3 separate regions of the Mus musculus genome follow, and regions 1 and 3 are each linked to region 2. The links are chromatin contacts, called in public Micro-C and promoter capture Hi-C maps. All regions are on one chromosome and are shown on one strand. Each heading gives the region's core, a stretch centred on a gene start, on an enhancer-like site or on the middle of the called end of the contact. The rest is flanking DNA. Distances are from core to core; before and after follow the strand shown.

Region 1 (3,587 bases), core at 735-3,234, 1.1 Mb before region 2:
CGACAATGAGATGGAGAAAAAAGAACAGCAACATAGGAACCGGAACCCAGGACTCTGACCCAAGAGCCAATACCCCTGAGCCCCAGGTCTCCACCTAGGCACAGGGAATTAAGGCAAGTGCAGGCCACTCCTAGGCTCTCATCCAAAATAAGTGACAGTTTTTGCTTGCATTAAAATTTTACAAAGTGGGCTCCTATCAGCCTAACTCACACTAGCCGAAAGATGAAAACTGCCCAAACGTCCGTCCAGCAATGAACAAAACGTGGCCCGTGCACGACACTGTGGAATACTGAGCTCTGAAAAGGAATGGGGCATGAGCGCACACTATGACATGAAAACATGAGGTTGGGGGACACAAAAGACCATTCAGCATACGGTCACATGTATAAAGCGTGTTTGCAATAAGGAAATCCAGAGACACAGAAAACACAAGGGGCAAGATGAGCCCAAACTGCAGCCCATGAGGTGGAATCCCTTTTTGTGGTTGTGGAAATTATCTGGAAATAGGGCGGTGAAACCTACCTAACTACAAAGTTCTGAATTGTACATTTCAAAATGGCTAAAATGATGGATCTCGTTACATGAATTTTGCCTCAATTAAAAAAATATGCACTGGGGACTGGTTAGATGGCTCAGCAGATTGTTTTTGCTGTGCAAGCTTAAGGACCTGAGCTGAGGTCCCCAGCAGTATCTAAGAGTGGGTATGTAAGCAGAACCAATTTGTAATTTCAGTATTGGGAAGAAAGGAGCAGACGAGAGGACCCTGGGGGCCAGTCAGTCAGTCAAACATAAAGAAAACTCTTGAGTTCTGTGAGAGACGTTTTCTCGAAAAATAAGGTTGCAAGTGACAGACACTGACCCGTAGCCTCCACACCCACACATAAATAAACAACACTCCCCCCGCCCCAACACACACACACACCCTCCACTGATAAAGTAACGTTGGACATGGCGCGTCTGTAATATTTTAGCAATGACTAGGGTCACTCTGAAAAAGCCATCCCACCCTTGGGAATGAAGTTACAACACCACCACCTGTAAAAAGCGGCTAACGCTTCTCCCCTACAACGAGAATTCGATGAGGTGACGCATAAAAAGCATTTGCAACAGTGCCTTCCCGCCACCCCTCAATAAACCGGAGCCACTAGGCAGGATCATCGCTCAGGGTTCGATGCTAGCGACCCCTATTCGTACTGACCCGAGTTTATGAAGAAGCTAAGAGCGCTGTCCCCGCGGCTTCACTTTATCCCCTTCCTCAATCGCACCCGGGTGTACTACACAAGAGGAAGGAAACGGACGCAACGACATCCCAGGATCTCAGCGAAGGCTCGGCCCAGAGCCCTGGCAGGTGGTCGTTGAGACTCCCCGTGGGAACCCGAACCCGCTGCGGTCACCGCCCAGGGGTGCGGCTGAGTCCTGGTAGCAGAACAGGGACTCCCTGCTAGTGTCCCATCCCTCCCCAGTGGCGCCGGGCACGGCCCAGCGACTCTGCAAAACCCACCGGGCTCTGCAGAAGCTGCGCGCTTTCTTCAGCAGCGCGGCCATTCTGCATCAGTCCTGAGACTTAGAACCTACTTAGACCTAGCGACCAGGAATAAAGGAGGATAAAGAGACACCGACAAAAGGGCCGTCCCGGGGCGTGTCGCCTGTGCGAGCCTCCTGCCGAGGACCAGGCCCGGGACACCTGCTCAGGGAGCTGAGCGGCTGCCTAGAGCGCGGAACCAGAGTTCCCCGCTACGGGGCGCGGCGGGGGGGAGGGCGTTCCCGAGGGTCGGGGTCCAGGGGGCGTGGCCAGGGACGGAAGCGGGGCGCGAGGGGCGTGAGGGGCGCGGGCGCAATACCTGCAGCGAGAGGCGCGGTCTCCGAAGCCCGTCCCGCCCGCTGCCCGCGCGGCCGCCGCCCCGGGACACCACCGCAGGTCCGCTACCCACGTGATCCGCGCACGCGCCCGGGTGCAGTTTCCCCCGTGGCCCCCCCTCGGCTAGGCCCGCCCTCGGCGGCGTAACTGACTGCGCGTGCGCACTGGTTGCCGCGGCGACCGGGAAAGCGTTGGACAGCCAACGACGCGGACCGTAGAGTATTAGGGCTGAGTGGTCGGGCCAGGAGTGAGCATGCACCCCGAAGTCTCTGAGCCGCCGGTGGACAGCGTGGCGGAGCCCAGTCTGGAGGAGTCGGCAGGCGATCACGGCGACGCGGGGCCAGGGATCCGTAAAGAAGGTGCCTTAGCGCTGGGAAGCCAAAGGGGCGAGGGCTCGTGTCCCTCACACATGCCCATTTCACTCAGCTGGGGACAACCAGCACCCCTCACACATACCCATCCATACAGCTACAAGAACAGCACCTTTATTGATATGATCAATCCAGTACATATAGAAGACCCATTATTTATTCCATGATAATTTATTAGATACCTTCCTGTGGCTGGGAATTGTTTGCAATGAGTGTAAGACACAGTTCCCAAACAGTGTTCAGCGTCATTCAACAAACCACAAGTACAGAGAGTTCATCAGCTCTTGACGTTACATTTATCTAAGGCTTCTAGAGGCGCCTTGCAGGGTAAAAGTGCTTGCAACACAATCCTCCAGACCTGAGTTTGAATCTCAGAAGTACATACATGCAGAGGTTAAGATCAACCATGTGATTGCTGGGACTTGAACTCTCGGAACCTTCTGTAGAGCAGTCAGTACTCTTACCCGCTGAGCCATCTCTCCAGGCCCTGGAAAATGTCTTTCATATTTAATAGTGTGCACAGGGTTCTAACATCCAAGGAGAGACCAGCCCAGAACAAAGCTTGCTTCTTTTACACAGGTTTGAGCGATCAAACTGATCACACCCTGTTCTTGTGTGTGCTTTTATCAGTGAGTTGTTTTTATGTTGCCGCCCCTAAGTTACACTTTGAGCAATTAAACACGTTTACAGGAGTGGGAACTGTAGGTGCTCACACCTGGCAAAAGGGGTAGGGGGGAGATTTACACAGCAAACTGCATCACAGTTATCTCTGAACCAAAGTGGGGAGAGACAGAGCTCTTGCCCTGTCCCAGAGCTGCCCTTCTGCTGTCCCTGGTAAGAGAAATGGGCTTGCGGGCTGGAAAGTTGGCTCAGCGGTTAAGAACACTGACTGCTCTTCCAAACGTCCTGAGTTCAATTCCCTGCAACCACGTGGTGGTTCACAACTATAATAGGATCCATGGCCTCTTCTGGTGGGTCTGAAGACAGATACAATGTACTCATATAAATAAAATAAATCTTTTTAGAAAGAGAGAGGGGGGGGGCTTGATGAACTTCTGTTCTGTTGAGCAGATTTTAACAGAAACATCTAAACTAGAATTAGATTTAAGTACAACTCTACTTATCTTGCTGTTTTCTGAGGGTCTGGTTTCTGACGTGTGTGGGTGCCCAAGGAGGCCAGAATAGGGCATCAGATCGACTGGCAGTGGCATTACAGGCACTTGTGAGCTGCCTTGTAGGTGCTGAGAACTAAATTCTCTGTTTTCTGGGAGAGTAACAAGCACTGTTAGTGACTAAGCCATCCATCTCCCCATCACCCTGTATAGCAATTTGACAGTAGCTTTCTTAGTGACTTTGTA
Region 2 (3,443 bases), core at 579-3,078:
GTCTGGAGACAGAGTTAGTGGTGGTTATAGGTGTCTGACCTAGTTAGGACTGTTCCTCTAGGAGAGCAACCAGTGCTCCAACCACTGAGCCATCTCTCCAGCTCCTCCATCAGCTGGTGCTAGGAGCTCTTCAGCACAGAGCTTGCCAGACCTCTACAAATCCAAGTCTAACTGAGCCCTGGGTTCAATCCACCCCACCAAGTCAGGAGAGAACCTGAGAAGCCTGCCCTACTGTGGAAGGCAGGGCCCAGCCAGGTGCAACTCCCTTGCTAACAGAACAACTTAGACGGTGGCCAGAATCACCCACAGGAACTCTCAAGAGACACTTTAGGCACTAAAAGCACGCTTCTCTTCTGGAACGAAGTATCATCTGCAAACCTTCCTCCTGCTCAGAAAGAATCTAAAAAACATTCAAAATGTGCCCAGTAAACGTGCCGATTTGCCTGTAGGCTCTTGTAGTTTGCTGGAAATTACCTCTGGTGTTTTAATGTAAATTAAATAATGGATGAGCAAGGTGTGGTGGTAGTGCACACCTTTAGACCTAGCCTCAGGAGATGGAGGCAGGCTGGTCTGTGTGTAGGACGCCAGCCTGGTCTACAGAAGAGTCCCAAACTCGGCAAGGCCACAAGAGTGAAACCCTAACCCTCTCCCCCAGAAAACAAAAGAAACAGAAATCAAGGAATGCGAGTCGCGTCGGTAATCCCAGTTCTCAGGAATCTAGAGCAGGAAGTGCTGGGAGTGCCAGGCTAGCATGGGGGGCTACATTCAAAGCAAGTCTCCGATTCAATGCAGTCATTTTGGTGGGAGAGGGGGAGACAGGATTAGCATTCCCTCCTAGGCCAGCTCAGATTTTTAACTTCAGAGCTCATTCTGAGATGTAAATGAGGCTGTGGGGAGACTGGGTGGTTACGGGTCTGATCTGTTTCTCAGGTGCGTCAGGACTGCACCTGAGAGCGCTTCCAAGATGTAGTAAGCAGCGCCTGACCATATCAGTCCAGGGCTTTATAAAGGCAAACCGCAGAGTTAGAATTCCGGGTCTTGCAAATGTCTCTTAAGCAGAGAAACCGAGTTTGATTACAAGCGCAGAAACAGCAGTCCGTATTATAACCTATAATCTTGCTAAAACAGCAAGTCTGGGGCAAAAAAATCGGCAAGTGGACCCACAAAATACAAAAACAAACAAACAAACAAAAAAACCTCTGTAAAACTAGAGATTTACATGCTATAGGCATTTTTTTCTTTGTGGCCTCACAAACACATTAAGTTTAAACTTTAAACGTTACCTATCCCAGATCTCACTAATGTAGACCAGGCTGGCCTCGAACTCTTGCCTCCCCATCTCGAGTGCTGGTTTTAAGGACGTCCACCACACATTCGAGTTTCTCGGTCATCTTACAAAACCTCGAGAGCTCCCCGGGAGCAGCCGCAGCGTCCCGCGAAGGGCGCCCGACTCCGCCCGGCCCGGAACCCCGCGCCGCGGCCTCGACCGCGAGCTTACCAGGGTGAGCGCCACCTCCAGCATGGGCGTCAGAGCCAGCGTGCCGTGGAAGAGCGGGATGCAGTCCACGAAGAGCGTGTGGCTGCCCGCTCCGGGAGGATGCTCCTTGCGCGGCCTCTGCCTCTCGGCCACCAGGAGCCCGTTGACGGCGCAGTGCGGGTACTTGGCGCCGTGGAGCACCATCTTGCAGTAGGCCTGCGTAGTCAGCTTCACGCCGGGCATCGCGACCCACGCACCGCGGTCCTCCGCCACGACCCTCCGCTGCACGCCGTGACGCTCTCGCACCTCCGGCCGCGGCCTCCCGCCTCAGCCGGTCGGCCGGAAAACGTCTGCCGGAAAGCAGCTGCTACCCGCTCGGCCTTTCGCGACAGTTACCGCCCCGCCCCGCCTCGTCCTGCCCCGCCCTGCCCCGAGCCGCGCCGCCCCGCCCCGCCCCGCCCCGCGCTCTGAAACGGACGGGCTTGGGGCGGGGCTTCCCTGATTCCCGCGATGCTTCGCGGCTCCGTCTTGGTCTTCCGGTTGCGGGCCCCGTTCTTCCGGTCGCGAGCACCCCAGGGTGTAGAGGGCGGTCGCGGCGGTCGCCTGGGCAGCGGTGGCAGGTGACGGCCTTGGACGGCGGGTGAGGGTGGCACGGTCGGGGGCCCGAGGACCTGGAGCGCCGGGGCCGGGAGCGGTGCCTCCGAGACGCCCCCGGACCCGGGACTTGAGCGGCTCGGTGACCTTGGGGCGCCCGCTTCCCCGAGCGGGTCTGTTGTCTCGGGTCCCCGCTCCGGCCTGCCGGGCACCGGGCGTTCCCGCTGTGCCAGGCCCGAGGGACAGCGACCTGAGCCCTGACGTCACGCTACGGTTTCTGCCGCCCCGGGCGTTGATTTTTTTTTTCCCGGGCTCGGACGTTCTTTCTCGGGGATCGAATCTCAGGGGTTGTGCTACAGTGAGGCGTGGGGCTCGGGTCGCTGGGGCGGGTGACAGGGTCATCCAGGTCGCCTGCGGGACGCAGGAACGGGAAGCGGGCCAGGGCCTGAGCCTGGGCGGCCTCCTCCCGCTTGCCCTTCGCAGTCTCTGTACAAGTCAATTTTTAAAATAAAACTCAGTCGCAGGAGGTGTGCTACCGTGCTATCTATCTATCTATCTATCTATCTATCTATATATCTAGTTCTAGCAGTTTCAGTCATTTTTGTCTTTCTAGTTAATTTTTTAAGAAGCCGGATTTATAGTCATTGGCCAAAGCCATGTATATTACAGCCCTTGGCTTGATGTAAGGAAGTTCACCCTGTGCCTTCGCATCAGTAATAAAAACCGGATCCTGGGGGCATGCCTCTGGCCTGTAATGCCGGCTCTTACGAGGTAGAGGAAGGTAATAGTGGAAGCTTTCAGGCCAGTCCGTGCCTTAAAAAGTTGATGAAATCATTACCAAAAAAAAAAAAAAAAAACATTTAACATTTCGGGGGATAAGTTGCATTTACTTCCTTAATGTTTTGCCGCAAAAAGACTTTGGCTAAAAGGTGTTTGCTGTCATTGTTAAGAGGTATAAGGGTTTTTTTTTGTCTTTCAGAATGTTGGCTTCCAGAGCGCTGAGCCTGATTGGCAAGAGAGCCATTTCTACTTCGGTGTGCCTTCGAGCACATGGTGAGCAGGACTTTCACTCCCTTCCCTGCCCTTTTCTTTCTCCTCCCTTTGGTTTTTCATGACAGGGTTTCTCTGCATGGCTCTGGCTGCCTTGGAGCGCAGAGACTTAACCTGCCTCTGACTCCCATGTTCTGGGATTAAAGATGTGCACCGCCATGCCCGGCTCAGGACTTTTACTTTCTTTTTCTTTTTTTTTTTTTTTTAAAGATTTACTTATTTATTTTATGTATATGAGTACACACAGTAGCTGTACAGATGGGTGTGAGCTTTCATCTGGTTGTTGGGAATTGAATTTAGGACCTCTGCTCGCTCTGGTCAA
Region 3 (3,804 bases), core at 704-3,203, 1.1 Mb before region 2:
CCCATCTATACCACCCCCAAAGCAATCAAGAGTTGTTAATAAGAGGCTGGAGACATGGCTCAGTAGTTAAGAACACTGGCTGCTCTTCCAGAAGACCCAGGTTTGATCCCTTGCACCCATGTGGCAGCTTAGAACTGTCTGTAACTGCAGTTCCAGGGGACCCAACACCCTCACATACATATACAGGCAGGCAAAGCACCAATGAACATTGAAATGAACATAACTCACTTTAGGGAAAAAAAGAAATTGCTAATCATATACAACTTTCTCCTCAAAAGAAATCACTGAAGAGATTCCTTAGAGGAGCTGGGAAGATGATCCATGGAGCACGAGGACTTGAATTAAGTCCCCAAAACTCACACAGAAAGCTGAGGTAGACTGCCCCTGGGACACAGTGGCCCCTTAGTCTCACTCAATCAGAGGCTCCAGAATCACTGAGTCCCTGTCTCAAAAAAAAAAAAAAAAAAAATCAGGTGGAGTGTGATCAAGGAAGCGCGCGCACACACACACACACACACACACACACACACACACAGACTTCCCTTTTGGTCCTCCTAGTCCAAAGATTGCCGACCATCGGAGAGAGAACTGAGTCAGAGAATAAAGCATATGACAGCACCAAGAATGAACAAGATCTGACCAGAAAACATGCTCCTTCATTCCCGAGGGGCGAGGGGGAGGCCTGCCAACACCGCATCACTTTTTAGATAGTAACAGCAAATTGTTGGTTATAAGGGGTGTTTAGAGACTGCAGGAGAGTCCTAATGAGCAAAAGTGCAGGTTCCAGTAGCCACTTCACCCTTACACTCAAAACAAAAACAAAAACCAAAAAGTCCACAAAAAATTAGCTCTGTGGCCAAATGTGTCACATACTGCAAGATAAGACCTTGGCAAAAGGTATTCCACATGAATAGGGGTAACTGTGGGCTATTAAACAACGGACTATCATTCAGCCGTAAAAGATGAAATACTGACTTACGCTACAACCATAAAAAAAGGTACTGGTTTATGCAACAACATAGATGAATTCTGGAAACAAGACACCAAAGGCCACATGCGACTCTTGACCCACTATTCCCAAAAAGCAAACCTAAGGAGACAGGTCCATCGGTGACTAAAATAGCAGACTAAAAATCGGTTCTAACCACAGCAGGGTACCGGGAGTCTGGGGAGTGGTTCTCAAAGCGGGCTGTGGTGCCGACTGAACTGCTCCGCAAGATGACACAAAGTCACAGGGCGGGACCACTTAATACAAGTGACCCTGTGATACATAGGACACTTTATAGAAATCACGGTCTTGCGTTTAAAAAATAACGGTAAGTGGTGTGGCGCTGTACGTCTTTAATCCCAGCGCCAGGCAGAGACGTGAGGATCAGGAGTTCAAAGCCAGCTTGAGCTACTCAGACCTTGTCTTAAATATTAACTTTTTCCCCCCCCGACTAGTTTTGCAGATTTTTATGCTTTTCTCTGTCCGGCTTTTTCATTCGCCTCCAAACCTAGGGGTTGCTAGCGAGGCTGATCCCAGAATGAAATCTTCAAGTGCTCCTCCCGTCCCTTCAAAGCGCCACTCAAAAACACCTACAGCAAATGCGAGTCCGAGCCGCGATGTGCACTGAGCTGCAGCTCGGTTCCCCGGGGCTCGCGACCGCAGGGCCCTGCGGAGGCGAACGGCGCTTGCGCACCGCGGCGCGCAGGCGCAGGCCAGGCCGCCGCAGCCGCCGCCGCCGCTCCGGGCCAATTTCTGGGGAAGCAGCTGCGGTAGCCGGCGGCCCCCGCGCGGGCAGCGGACGGCTGAGCCTAGGGCGCGTCCGGCTCTCGGCCGCCGCCGGCAAACGTACCTGCGTCCGCCTCAGGCTCGGGGTCGGCGGACCCGGGAGAACGGCGGCTCCGCCGCGAACACGCCTCGGGTCTCCATTCGGGGGATGTTTACTCGCAAGTCTCGCGAGACCACGCCGCTGGGGCGTGGGGGGGTTACGACGGCCCGGCGTGCTCTGCGCGCCCGCGACCTGCGTGCGCGCTCCTGACGGCCCGGCACCGAGGCGAGAGGCTGTGCGGAGCTCTCGCGACATTTGCGGTCTTGGGGGAGGGGTCGGGAAGGGGCGGAGCCGAGGGCGAGGCCAAATCGCCCTCTCTGGGTATATATAGGGAACCCTGGTGGTTTAGGTTTCTCCAGGTTTCCTGGCCTGGAAACTCAGGAAGGGTGCGAGCACCTTTGCGCGGCTGAAGTGGGACGGCGCCTATCCAATCTATGTGTTCTCCTGAACTACTCCCATGGCCCCAGTTTATTACTGCTGCCAGGAGGGTGCATCAGCATCTTGAGAAACAGGACGTTTGTAACACCAACTATTTACCATTTGGAACAAACAGGATCAAGGTGAATTTCGTCTGGTAAAACGCACTTGAGCAATTTAGCCACCTGTAGAACGGGCCCATTCTCAGCCTTAGTACTGAGCTGGATCGATCACTCTTGGCCCTGGCACAACCTAAGTGTGCTCGGGGACTGTGACTGAAGCAAACAGGATGGAGGAGACAAACCCTGAGTCCTAGGCTCATAAGCTCACCTTGGCTGCCAAACCTGGTATGGAAACTGGGTTTTGCATTGGGACCTCCAGCCGAGCAAACTCAAGAAAAGGGGATCCGGACCCAGGATTTAGGTCAGGGTATGGAGGGGACCTTGTGCAGCACTCTTGTGTTTTCCCTCAGGTGTTCAGTCAGAAGAGTGCATGTAAGAGGGGACAGTACTCTTGTATAGGAGCCAAGTTTCCATCCCAGAACCTGCTCACTGTAACTTCAGCTTCGGAGGGATCAGGTTTTTGGCCTCTGAGGGCACCTGCACGCCTATACATAATCCTACACAGACATACAAACGAGATTTTAAAAGGGCGGTTCTGAGACAGTAGCCCCACACATTGAAAAGGATAGACCGCATTTATTCCCAGGTTCCAGAATCCTATGGATAACCCATCATTCCGGAAACTCGCTGTGGCAACCCCATTGCCTGCCCACTCTCTGCCCTGAGACTTGAATCTTGCTCTTGGCCTGATGTCTCCCTGCTGATTCGCCACACTCTCCCCAAGGTCTTCTGTCCTTCAGATGCCTGAAGCCCAGTAATTAGAAGACCCTTGCTGGCTCAGGAGAAGCTGGGAGCAATAAGTTGATGTCATAAAGGACCCATTAAGCCTGCATACAGTAGACTTTAGCTAAAGGAGTGCTCAGAGCTGAGTAGTGGACTAACCAGACTGTAGGAAAGAGATGGCTTTACCACAAATGTAATTAAAGTTTTGGTTTTCTGGGTTTCTGTTAAGATCACCACTGATTAGGGACAGGACAAATGGAGACACCCCCGGCCATTAGGAACACTCCCGTATCAAAGACCATGCCTCTGTTAGAAAGTTCAAAGCGGGTACTGGGTCACAACACCATTGAATCCCGGTCCTCATTAAGTCCAGGTTCTCGTATCAGGAAGAGCAATATTCTGCCAAGCGCACATGCTGACCCTGGCTAACAGCTGCCTAGGGGCTGTCTCAGAATAACTAGAGCAATTACTTTCCGTTGTAAATCTCCCACTTCAAACAACCAAACTTAGGAATTTTATCACCGTGGTTCTGTAGCGATGTGTGTTATATAGGGAGGACCTCAGTGTACAGAGGACCCGTGCAGTCACATACAAATGCTATTTCGTTTGATCCAGGGGACTTAAGCATCTGTAGATTTTGTTGATCATGGGGCTCCCAGAACTGCTCCCCTCAGACATCAAGGGATAACTCTGTAGTAACCATGTGACCACGGGGCTGCCAGAGGGAG

What was found. Promoter capture Hi-C pulls out the DNA fragments that hold promoters and counts their contacts. A called contact is a pair of places that touch in the nucleus more often than the background predicts.
Region 1: a contact with region 2 is called in a promoter capture Hi-C map of liver, with 2.8 times the contacts expected there. The contact joins the promoter of Dnaaf1 here to the promoter of Emc8 in region 2. A contact is called at or near these places in 2 of 39 promoter capture datasets (liver and pre-B cells) and 1 of 484 Hi-C or Micro-C datasets (the G1E-ER4 cell line).
Region 3: a contact with region 2 is called in a Micro-C map of the G1E-ER4 cell line, with 8 times the contacts expected there. The contact joins the promoter of Mbtps1 here to the promoter of Emc8 in region 2. A contact is called at or near these places in 1 of 484 Hi-C or Micro-C datasets (the G1E-ER4 cell line) and 1 of 115 datasets of contacts at active chromatin or transcription factors (pancreatic cancer cells).

What each region holds. Positions count from the first base shown.
Region 1 is chr8:119,573,251-119,576,837 of GRCm38.p6, forward strand. Dnaaf1 (dynein, axonemal assembly factor 1) reads left to right here and starts at 1,985. Exons shown (of 12, transcript NM_026648.4): 1 at 1,985-2,217. The coding sequence starts at 2,112. Hsdl1 (hydroxysteroid dehydrogenase like 1) reads right to left here and starts at 1,925. Exons shown (of 5, transcript NM_175185.5): 1 at 1,842-1,925.
Region 2 is chr8:120,666,259-120,669,701 of GRCm38.p6, forward strand. It overlaps Emc8 (ER membrane protein complex subunit 8), which reads right to left and starts at 1,829. Exons shown (of 5, transcript NM_010926.6): 1 at 1,499-1,829. The coding sequence starts at 1,720. Gm27021 (predicted gene, 27021) reads right to left here and starts at 1,884. Exons shown (of 4, transcript NM_001308449.1): 1 at 1,499-1,884. The coding sequence starts at 1,720. Cox4i1 (cytochrome c oxidase subunit 4I1) reads left to right here and starts at 1,967. Exons shown (of 5, transcript NM_009941.3): 1 at 1,967-2,097; 2 at 3,051-3,124. The coding sequence starts at 1,988.
Region 3 is chr8:119,556,808-119,560,611 of GRCm38.p6, forward strand. Mbtps1 (membrane-bound transcription factor peptidase, site 1) reads right to left here and starts at 1,954. Exons shown (of 23, transcript NM_001167910.1): 1 at 1,839-1,954.